2 separate regions of the Oryctolagus cuniculus genome follow, and region 2 is linked to region 1. Evidence: chromatin contacts called from public Hi-C data. All regions are on one chromosome and are shown on one strand. Each heading gives the region's core, a stretch centred on a gene start, on an enhancer-like site or on the middle of the called end of the contact. The rest is flanking DNA. Distances are from core to core; before and after follow the strand shown.

Region 1 (5,499 bases), core at 103-2,602:
CCCATGAGTGACGAGGAAACTGGAGTACTTTATCATTTCTTCTGAATGCACTACTGACAAAGTAAATGCAATATTTAAGAGAATTTTGGTGATAAAAATGATTTTTATGGAAAAAATCAGGTCATTGTGATAATGAAAAGTTAATGCTACATCGGTTTGCAATACCAAAGCCAGACCAAACCTTTAACATTAATTATTTATCAAAATTATACATGCCACTAACACATCCCAACGAAGATTATGTAAGTCAGCTGTCTTGGCGTCAGTGATACTGAACATAGCAGCTATTTTCAATACTTCACTAAAATTAGATCAAGATGTACTTGTGCTATGTTACTGTTCCTGTAAGGAGATTTTACAGTAATGTAAGATTTACTTTGGTTAAAAGTGAGATTTTCTTTTCCTCTCTCAGAAGAGCACCCTCCCTTCCACTCACACCACCCCTCCCCCAGCCAAAGTTTTTAGAAGACAGAAGCAAAAACACCTGCCCTGCCTACTCTCTGCTATGCATAATTAATACCTAGTTCTTGCCCTAAACCGGAGTCCGGAAGGGACCATCGCTGGCGACACCTGCCACTGCACGCGCAGGCTTGGCTCCCAGTCCCCAAGCCCGGCCCCTAGGGCTCCAAAGGGTGCAGCAAAGTAGGCTAGTCTTAAGAATTGTAAAATAAGCAAAAATGGTAACTCATTTTTCACTGAAGAAAGCCTTTAAATATTGGTATGTTAAAGCATCCAGACTTCAAAGTTACTTGCGAGTGGGGTGTAAGGTGAGCCCAGGCACACGTAAAGACATCCTGGCCTACTGCTTCGTAACTCGCTCAGCACGTTGAGGCCCCAAGCCTCAAACGGAGATGGCTTTGAAAAATTGGAGGACATCATAGATCACGGAGCTGTCGCCCCACGGATCACTCACGAGGAGCTCTAAATGGGTTAAGTCACTTGTCCAAGGTCAAGCAGGGTCAGTGGCAGGCAGGGCCGGTCCGCGACCTTGTAACCTTTCCACCGCACTCCCACAGCCCCTCGGGAGCCCCCGCCCCGTCGGGGTTCCCACGGATACGGTTCACAAGTCGGTGGCATCTCAGCGCTTCTCAGCTACCGCACTTTGATTTGTTCTCCTCGCCTGCCCCGAAAAGTATTATCAAGGCACCCTCCACGCCTCCCCCCCCAGCCCCCCACCGCCAACCCAGGTGCCTCAAACAGCTGCAGCCCACCGCGCCCCCGCGACTCACCGCAGCCGGAGCGCGGCCCCGCCGCGGCCCCGGCGGACGACGCCTCGCGAAAGTCACCGGCGATGACCGCGGGCGCGAGGGGCGGGCCTCGCCGCCCCGCGGAGGCGCCGCAAACTTTTCCCGGCTCGCAAGTTGCCGGGCTCGGCGGCCGCCGACCGACTTCCTCCGCCGGCCGCTGGAGCGAAGGGGGCGCCCCTGCCCCGGGAGGGGGCTGGGCGAGCCGGGACACGGTCAAGTTGGGGCCGGCGGAGCGCGGCGCCCCGCACTGCGAGGCGCGCGGGGGGCCGAGCGCGGCCGCATTGTCTCCGCGGCCTCGGACCTCGCTCGGGCGGCGGTAGCAGCCGCGGGCGCGGCCAACGAGTTGCCCTCCCCAATTTGGCTGCCCCTTTTCGCCGGCGCCGCCGCCGCCGCCGCCCACCGCGTTCTTTGTGTGTCTCTCGCCGCCCTCGGGCCGCTCCGCCGCTGGCCTGACAGCTGATGGGCTCGCCACGCCGGGTCCCACGTCTTCTCGGCCGCCGCCGGCGGAGCCCGGCCCGGTCGGAGGAAGAGGAGGAGGAGCAGAGGAGAGGAGCGTTGACAGATGCGGTCTCGAAGCGGCCGCCGCTGAGGGGGAAAACCCGGACTGTCCCCCAGAGACGCGGCCGGGGACCAGCCCTGGCCCTGCACTGCTCCTCCGAGACCTCGTCGGCGCGGCCACCCTCCCTCCGCGGCTGCCCGCGCAGCTCGGGTCCCGCGCCCCCTGCCCGGCTCGGCAGACCGGCGCGCTCGGTCAAGAATCCAGAGGAACCCGCTCCGCCCCCTGGCTCCAGCGCCCTCCAATGATCTCGGCCTACCGGGGGCAGTACTGTCCAATCAAGTGTCGGAAAACCCGGCCGGTCCCCGAGAGTGTAGCCAATAGGAGGCCACTCCGGCAACACACCCGCCCTGATCCGCGGAGGACGGACCGCTCGGCGCCCAGTCCTGGGACCCCGACCCTGGCGCCCAGAGCAACTCTTACGTCTGACCGGAACTGTGTCGCAAAGCCGGAGTGTGGCGAGGGAGGTCCGGCGCTTATATTGCGGCTACTACTAGGCGCTGAGGAAAATGGGAACGCTGGACACACTACTTTTGTGGGTCATCTGAATCTCCACCGTTAACAACGCTTTTCTTGGTTTCGAGTGTGTATTTGAGGGGAAGCTGCACGAATGCGTCGTAGCGCTGGGACCTGTTCCCGTTAAGGCCTTTTTTTGTAGCACACGGCTTTCAAGTGCCCAGCCAGGCAGTGCTCAGGTTGCGTCTCCGCGGCGCTTGGCATTTGTGTGCCTAATAAACTTGCCAGAACACCAGGTATCTAAAACAGGGTAGTGTTCCATCCTGCGCCGACACGCAGGCTGTGACACGGGCGCTACAGTGGTCTTTCATTCTGAAAGAAAATTGGATTGAAGATGGAAAATAAAAGAGTTTTGGATGTAAATCATCTTCATTATGAACTTTCTCTCTGTAACGAAGTCGTACAAACTATGGGAGTTTGATGAAGTCCCTGAGTAGAAGAATATAAATACAGATGCCATGTTTGTAGGATATATCTGTCTATAAGTGGACAAAGAACTTGAAGAAAGCACTGGCTATAACTCACTAGCTGTTGATCATAGTACCTTGCAAATAAGATGAACACTCTATAGTTACTTGTTTGATTTGAATACGATTCTTCATTGGTTCATAAGAAGTTTGTTTACCTCATTGAGTACGGAAAGTGCATCATAATGAAAACATTATTTGGTATATTTACAAATTTTAAGATAATGTTAAACTGATACTTCAAATAGTCACGCTCAATGTATTTCTTTTGATAAATGATGCATTAAAATTTCATACACATGCAACATGTTCCGTCTGCATGAATTATTTTGACCAAATTTATTTTTAACTGAATGACCTATATAACCTATATATTGAACTAAAAAAGAGGGGGTATCAAACAAGAAAATATGGCTCTAGTGTTAGCTTACTTTCATGATTAAAGCTCATCATGCCTATCACATTAGTTTCCAAGAATAGCATTGCCCCCAAGACTAAGTTTTGCCAAAAGATGTATGTTCTGGATCGACCTTGAGAGCAAATCTCTTAATGGCTAACTCTACTGAAAGGACAGTTTGCTTGCCTGGTTGGAGTGCTGTGATAGCCAACTAAGAAAGTGTTGCAAGCACTTTGTTTTCCGTGAGCTACTGTGCCAAGGCCAAAGCAATCTTTAGTGTGTTGTTATTATTCTCTGCCTCTGTACAGGCAAGGATCAGGATCCTAGCAGCCTATTAGTGTTTCCTCTGATTGCACATTTTTTAGTCTGAAATATTTTAGACTAAATATTTTAGATACCATGTGAAACTCCTGCCTCCTAGTTCTAGAGGAAAGCAATACATCCAGATTTTTTTTTCCATTCTTTTTTTCCCCTCTATTTTAAATGGAGAGAGTGAAGAGAGCAGGTAAGAATACTTAGGAAAGAATTCTGAATCAGAAAAGCTTGAGAAAGGATGTTCACCACTGATTACTCTTAATACAGACTTCCACAAGTTCATGGAAAATGAAATTAAAAGGCAGACGTTTTTGAAATGCATGCATACATGGGGTCTTCAAAGAGTTCAGGAAAAGTATGTATCATGAAAAAACTGCATAGAGTTAAAAATTTTTGCATCAAAATAAATTTACCTTTTAATTCCATTTTTTCCACAAACTTTTTGAAGTACCTTTGTACATTCCTCACAAACTAGATAATAATGTCCAATTTAACATCCTTCTGTCCATTATGTTTATCATTTTATGCAAATTTTAATGTGTACGTGTAAATAGATTAGGGTGCAGCATGTGTATAGTGCATATGTATAGTATTGCATAGTTTTACAAGAAAGTCATTAATGGCTGAATTAAAGCTATACCCATCTGATGAAGTACTGAGTTTAAAACTTAACAGCATTTATTGGGAATTTACTTAAGGCTTTGGTGCCCAATTTTCAAAGAGGAAAGTAAATGTTTATTTTAGATATATTTCCATAATGTAATTTGCTTATTTTCTTCTCAAAGATGCAGTCTAGTACACAAGTTAATTATTACTTCAAACAAATGTACATATGGTAATACTAGACTGTGAAATTTGCTGAATTTAATTGAACCAGCAGTTGTTATTTTCAACTGATTAGCTGCACATTTTTCATTTTCTAAATAAAAATTGTGGAAGAATTGATCAATATAACTCCAATATATATGACTTAACTATATTCAAGTCAAGACAGTGTTTGGTAATTTCCTGATAATTAACAAATTCACATCCGTTTATGACAATGAATGAATATTTCATCTATTGTCTGGGTGATATTTGTGATTCCCACTGTGATAATGTTTTATTCACTGAGCGATACTCTCAGTTTTTCATCAGTGATTTCTTCTCAAGTTCCAATATGGAACTGGACTGCTGTAACTGTCATAGAGCTACCAGATTTAGTACATATCTAAATGTTTGCTACAGAAACTATAACTTTGGGGTTAGTTTTAGCATTTTTGTGAATATAATGTTTTTCATACAAAGATATAAGGTCTTTTATAAGTTTCTCCACAGATAGATCTGTGGTAATATGACTATGCACAATATCATTTTTCTTGTAATTATACATTTAAGATGCTATCATTTAAGATTGCTTCATTAATCCAAATAATTGGATTCCTATCTTCTGAATTCTGGTAGTTGAAATGCCTCTGAATTTCTGTGTCTTGGACAAACTGACTTCTATGTGACTTTTTCCTCCAATTCAGACTCTGATTCGGTCATCCAAAAATTATGTTATTAGGAATAAGAAATTATATCTGTGTAGAGAGAATAGAAAAATAATTAGCTCTATGTTTTATTCCATTTCTGACATGTATGAGGGGAAAATGATTTTATGAACCATAACATCAGATCTCTTTAATTCTCCTTTTACATAACTTTTATTTTTCTGTTTTCTTGGATCTGACCATACAGTTTCCTCATTGTGTGATGTGTTTATGGCAAGAATTTTTTTATTGTAGAAGTATATGAAGAAGCAGAGAGAAAACCCCAGCAAACACTGGTGATGAGTGTACCAGACTCCCTCCCCCATTTCATCTTGTGCCACAATCTCTGAGGAAAATTTCTTTTAAAGTATTAGGAGAGATTTTATTTCCCCTGAAATGAAATCTTCATAACTTTCCCTTTTTCTTTCAACTCTCAGGAGGCTCAGAACTAAATTTACAGCTCAATTTGGCAAGGTATTATGGCCTCCTT
Region 2 (5,506 bases), core at 192-2,691, 140 kb before region 1:
ATGAAGTCAAATTGATCTGGTTAACAAGATTTGCAGGCCTCTACCTGATACTTCTCTGATGGGTCTCAGTTGATGTTTCCTTCCAGTGCTTTGCAGACTGTTCTCAGCAGAGAATCACTGAGGGAGCCAGGAAGCAGAGAGAGACAAGGAGGTTAGGCTCAACTCCCTTAAAAACCAGCCCTCTCAGAACTCCCTTCTAAGTGCACACGCCCAGTGACCTAAGATTTCCACTAGGACTACCTCCTAGATACCACAACTGGATTGTTTCCAGTCTCAGTGCCATCAATTTATAACTTTAAGATTTAACGTCCACATGAGGTCAGGAGTCAAACTGTGTTCAAACTATAGCACACAGCTAACCCATCTTCTCCGTCCATATTCAACATTTACTGAGTACCTACCAAATGAGAAGCACGGTTCCAGGCACACTGGTCTATGTTCCTGAAGAAATCCAGAGACATATACAAGAAGTTTTTCTTCTAGTTAGAAAGTCAGAATGCAAATTTTCCAACAGTCACTGTTCTCTAGATCACTTATTTGATCATTCTGATTTATCTTTAGTTATATAACACGGTTCCTCTGCCTCCTTTCATCCATGACCAAGGGACCAAAGATTCTTCTCTTGGAAACAGCACATCTGTTCTAAGGATTGTGAGATTTTTTTTTTTTTCTTTTCCTACTCAGAGCAGGGATTTGAAGTGGGTGTTAGTAAAACTCTCCATGGATCAATGGTGGTCTAGTCTGCTCATTAGACGAGGTGACAGCTTTGACTTCTCTAGACCACAGGGACTCTAGGTGGCAGCCCTCAGTACAGCCCTGTTAGCTTGGATTTCCTGTTTGCGTGGTGCCCGGTCACCATTAGCTTTTGTCTTGCGTTGCTTGCAGCGAATTCATCTTCCTCCCGATCCAGCCTGGAGAGGGGGCTGTTAGGGACGCCTCCTTCACCCTCAGGTCCACGCCTGTCCCGGCTCCCGGAGCTGGGCGGGATCACTCTTCCCGCACTGCCGGGAGCAGCCCGAGGACGGCGGCCCCCGCCCGGCTGGGGAGGGGGAGAAGCAGGCCCCCCACCACTCCGGGCGACACCCAAGGCCGACCGAAGGCTGGCCTTCCAAGAGGCGAGGTGGAAGTGCGGCGCGTCCCACGGGCCGGGGTGACAGTCCGCTTCCCGACACTCCGCACGCTCCCGCCCGAGGGGAGGAGAAGGAACCAGATGGGCGGGCTCGAGCGTGTGCGGCGGCGGGGCCGGGGCCGCCGGCTCCTCCCCGCCAGTGAGCCTGTCTGCCGCTCACCGCGCTGAGGCAGTGCGGCGGCGGGCGCGCCGAGGCTGCCGCCCAGCGCCCTCGCCCAGCCATGCCCGGGCCCTAGCGCGCCTGCCGCAGCCCGAGCCCCGCGGCCCGCCGCCCCCCAGCCCTCAGCCCCTAGCCCGCTGCCGCCTCTTCAATGGGCAACCTGCTCGGCGGGGTCAGCTTCCGCGAGCCCACCACCGTGGAGGACTGCGACTCCACCTGGCAGACGGACTCGGAGCCGGAGCCTGAGGAGCCGGGGCCGGGAGGCGGCGGCGGCGGCGGCGAGGGCCCGGGGCAGGAGCCCGAGCAGCCCGCGCAGCCCCCGGAGCGAGCCGGCGGGCGGTCCCGCGCCAGCCCCGCGCCGGACGAAGACGCAGAGGCGGCGGGCGCCGAGCAGGTACGCGGCCCGGTTGGTGGCCTCCGGTCGGCCTGGGGCACCCCTGGCCCTGGCCCCCGGGGGGAAGAGCAAGCGCTGGGCCACCGCCGCGTGCAGGGGCGCCGGGCGGCTGCTGGTCCCCCCCCGCCGCACGACCCCTCCGCGCCCTCGGGTGCCCCGCCGCCGTGGGGATCGGGGGCCTGCAGTGGCCGGGAGCCTGGGGCCTGCCTGGGGCCGCGACGGGAAGTCCCCGAGGCAGAACCCAACTTGGACGTGTGTTTTCTTTGCTTCTGCAGCGCGGCTCGGGAACGCGAAGGTGGGGTGGGAGGTACCTGTCTAAAAATAGAGCGTTGTGAAAAACCTTCTAGTGTGCGTATTAATGGTAAAGCCGAATCCCGAAGAGAGGGGACTGCACTACCAAGCAGCTAGCACTGGCCCCTCCAGGGACGTCTGTAGCCATTGAAAGTCTTGTGAGAAGAGGTCCCCATCCCAAGTTGAAACGCCACGTTCTTACCTCCGGAAGGCCTTTCTCTGAGGAGTTCAGGGCACTTGGAAAATCTTACCACCAGAAGACTTGTTGATCCAACTGTGCTTAAATCGTTTTGATTAATACAGTTTGCAGGAGAGGTTAGGAAAGAGAGGAATGCCCGCTGGCGGACTAACAGTTACCAGCCTCAAAAGCAGAAACTGTGGAGGTGCTGTGAAGAAGTGTGCCCCGTGAGGCTGTTGGAGGTTTGTGGCGCCGCCTTAGGCCCTCCCGTTACCAGCTGCGGGGGAATGCGAGTGGGGAAATGGAGCCCAAATCCACTGTGGGTTTACCGGAACCAGCACCTAAACATTAGCGCCAACAAATCCCGTTAATGATCATCTCTGCTTAGGTAGAGAGGAATTATAAAGTCAGGGCAGGTTCTGTGATCAACATGTGATTGAAATGAGCTGTAATTTTAAGGAGGGAGTGCTGTTTTTAAATTCTCATTTTAGAAAAAAAAAAAAAACAGGAACTTGTCCAAAATCATACGGAAAAGAATGATGCAAACATGAATATGTGTGTCACCAATCTAGGAACCGTAGGCCTGTTGGAATCCTGGGTGTCCTCTTCTCCCCCTTGTGCTGTGGTTTGCTGCGCTGTTGTTTTGTCTTGCTTTGCAAACCTAGGAAAGTATTAGATACTGTACTCTAGTGTTCGTCCCTTTACTTGTCTCCAGTAACCTTCTACATAAGTTTAGGATATCAAAATACACCGGTTACGATTCAGCCCCACCAACCAGGAACAACTAATGTGAGGGAACCGTCAAAAAGTTTGTGGAAAATTCATATTATGAAAAAACTATGTACGATTTCAACATTTTTCACACTAAAATAAGCTGATCTTTAAATTTCATTTTCCATGAACTTTTTGAGTACCCTCATAGAGTACAGTTTAATAATGAGTGTTTCAATCTGTTTAATTGCAACCCCAGTGAACAAGTGACCATACCAAGCCTCACTATTTGTCCTTTAATGATTAATTTTCTCCTCTAATGATTTTTTCTAGTTAATATCAGCATCTAAATATCACCATTTCTTCTAAAGAAATCTTTTTGATTTTGCTTTTTGACTATCAACCCCATTTTATCCATACTCTTCATAGTCAATCCCTTTGCATGTTCTATAGGATTTACCTCTAAAGTATGTTTCAGACTGACAATTCACAACTTCAGTTGCTGTCATCTTTGCCCCAGTGAATACTGGACAAATGATAGTGCCAACAACCAAACCAGAAAATCTAGGGAGACAGCAGCTTTAGAGGTTAAGTGGAGAAATCTCTTGAGTTTGGTGTCCTTTTATATATCCAAGGGGAGTTGTTAAGTAGTTGATTATACGTATGAATCCTGTGAATGGAGGTTTGGCCAAGAACTAGAGGCATCGGTTTCTAAGATCAGAGATATTTAAAGTCCTAGAAAGATGGGTGGTCATCAAGAGTAATGAGGAATGAGGACCAAGCCTGGGGTAGAGGGTGTGAAGAGGAGGAAGAAGAGGAGTCAAAGAGGAGACTTATAAGGCAGACTAATGAGACAGAAAGTAAACCAGATGATTATAGTGCCCTCAAAGCCAGGTACTGACGATGTTTCAGGAAGGAGTGATGCATTTGTTGGCCCAGTACTGCCTGAGATGAGCATTGAGGAATTGTTTGATGAATTGCAAGATGAAGATTTGTTGAAGTTCACAAAGAGCCATCATGATGGAATTCTGAAGACAAAAACTTGGTTGGAATGAGTTGTGGGGAAAAAGGTGGAAGCAATAGTGAGGTGGGGAGTATGGGTATTTCATTAGTAATGATTTAGTATGAAAGGGAGCAGAGGTATGGGTCTAACTGAAGGTGGACTTGAAGGAAGGTTTTGTATGCTTATTACGAGTTGGAGGAGTATAGGAAGATGCTGGCACATTTAGAGTTTGGAGGTTGCAATCATTCTCGTAATAATACTGGGAATCAGGTAGGGCATGAGTCATTATCTTCATTTCACAGATGAGAAAACTAAGATCCAATTAAGTGATTTGCTTAAGGCCTAGCAGATATTAAATAGCAGTGTTCAGCCTCACCCTCTTCGGACTCCAAGTCTTGGGCTGTTGAAATCAAACCAAAGTTTCTGGATTGGTAATGTCCTCCACTTTTAGTGGAGATGAAATTGATTCAGACCTAATTGGTTGGACTTGGGGCCAGGACCCAGGGATTCCAGTTCTTGCAGTGTCACTGGGGTCTGGGTCTTGTTCAACTTCACTAAGCCTCAGTTGCCTTGTTTTGAAGATGGAAACACCAATAATTATTAACCAGGTGTGCTGTAAGAATCAAATGAAATAATATGCATGTAAATGCTTTGTAAGTGGAAAGTACTTTCTATACAAATGTAGGATGATGATTCATATGGTTGTAGCTCAGGCTAAATAGATTCAGAAACTTGCTAGGCAGAGCTATTTTGAAACTTGTGGCAAGGACCAGAATTTATGCTTTTCTTTGCTTATGTAACATGACAGAGTAACTAATGCTAAACATCAGAGGATCTGGTGTTAAAGTATTCTGTACTTGTAGTAGTAGTGAGAATCACACTGCTTGAAAAAGTGAGAAATTTGCTTAGAGGGTGCCAGTCTGTCAACACTGGTAGGGGTGCAGGATGATAAATAAAGGATTTGGGGCAAAGCTCTTAATAGTCACTTCTAAGTTTTGTAATCTTTTTCATCATCCCCATCAGTCTCAGTGTCCTTCCGCATGACACTGGACACAAAGCACTTTCTTGTACTTTATAATAGTACATATAGTTCGAGAATACAAATCAATTATATTGACCTGCATCTTATACTTTAAAAATGACTTCTTAACAGTAGGAATTTTGCTTACAATATGAGTAAACTTCTACATGTAAGTTACTTCAATCTGATGCTCATTCCATTTAAGAGCTTCTTTTGTGCTTTATGTGTGTAGGTTTTATATTTATATCAATCACATTGTTATGAATGATGTCATTTAAAAACTATTATTTATTCTAAAATCTTTTCTTAAATATTATTTTGCTTCCAAGTATAGCTAAATGTTACAAATTTAATGACAGTTTTCTTTGCAGAATTTATTACCTGACACTTTTATTTTAGGATTTTATTTATTTGAGAGGTAGAGTTGCAGAGAGAGAGAAACAGAGAGAAAGGTCTTCCATCTTCTGGTTCACTCTCCAGATGGCCGCAATGGCTAAAGCTGAGCCATCCGAAGCCAGGAGCCAGGAGCTTCTTCTAGGTCTCTCCAGCAGGTACAGGGGCCCAAGCACTTGGGCCATCTTCTACTGCTTTCCCAGGCCATCAGCAGGGAGCTGGACTG

Evidence for each region. A called contact is a pair of places that touch in the nucleus more often than the background predicts.
Region 2: a Hi-C map of an unstated tissue shows a contact between it and region 1, with 1.5 times the contacts expected there. The contact joins the promoter of OGFRL1 here to the enhancer-like site in region 1. A contact is called at or near these places in 2 of 6 Hi-C or Micro-C datasets (psoas muscle and an unstated tissue).

The regions. Positions count from the first base shown.
Region 1 is chr5:101,284,699-101,290,197 of mOryCun1.1, reverse strand. No RefSeq gene overlaps it. Among named protein-coding and RNA genes, the nearest start is that of MIR30A, 19 kb to the left of the region's middle. Within about 2 kb of position 1,352, at least 6 of the 8 cell types and tissues checked have an H3K27ac peak or open chromatin away from gene starts, as enhancers often do.
Region 2 is chr5:101,428,543-101,434,048 of mOryCun1.1, reverse strand. It overlaps OGFRL1 (opioid growth factor receptor like 1), which reads left to right and starts at 1,441. Exons shown (of 7, transcript XM_051854607.2): 1 at 1,441-1,683. The coding sequence starts at 1,441.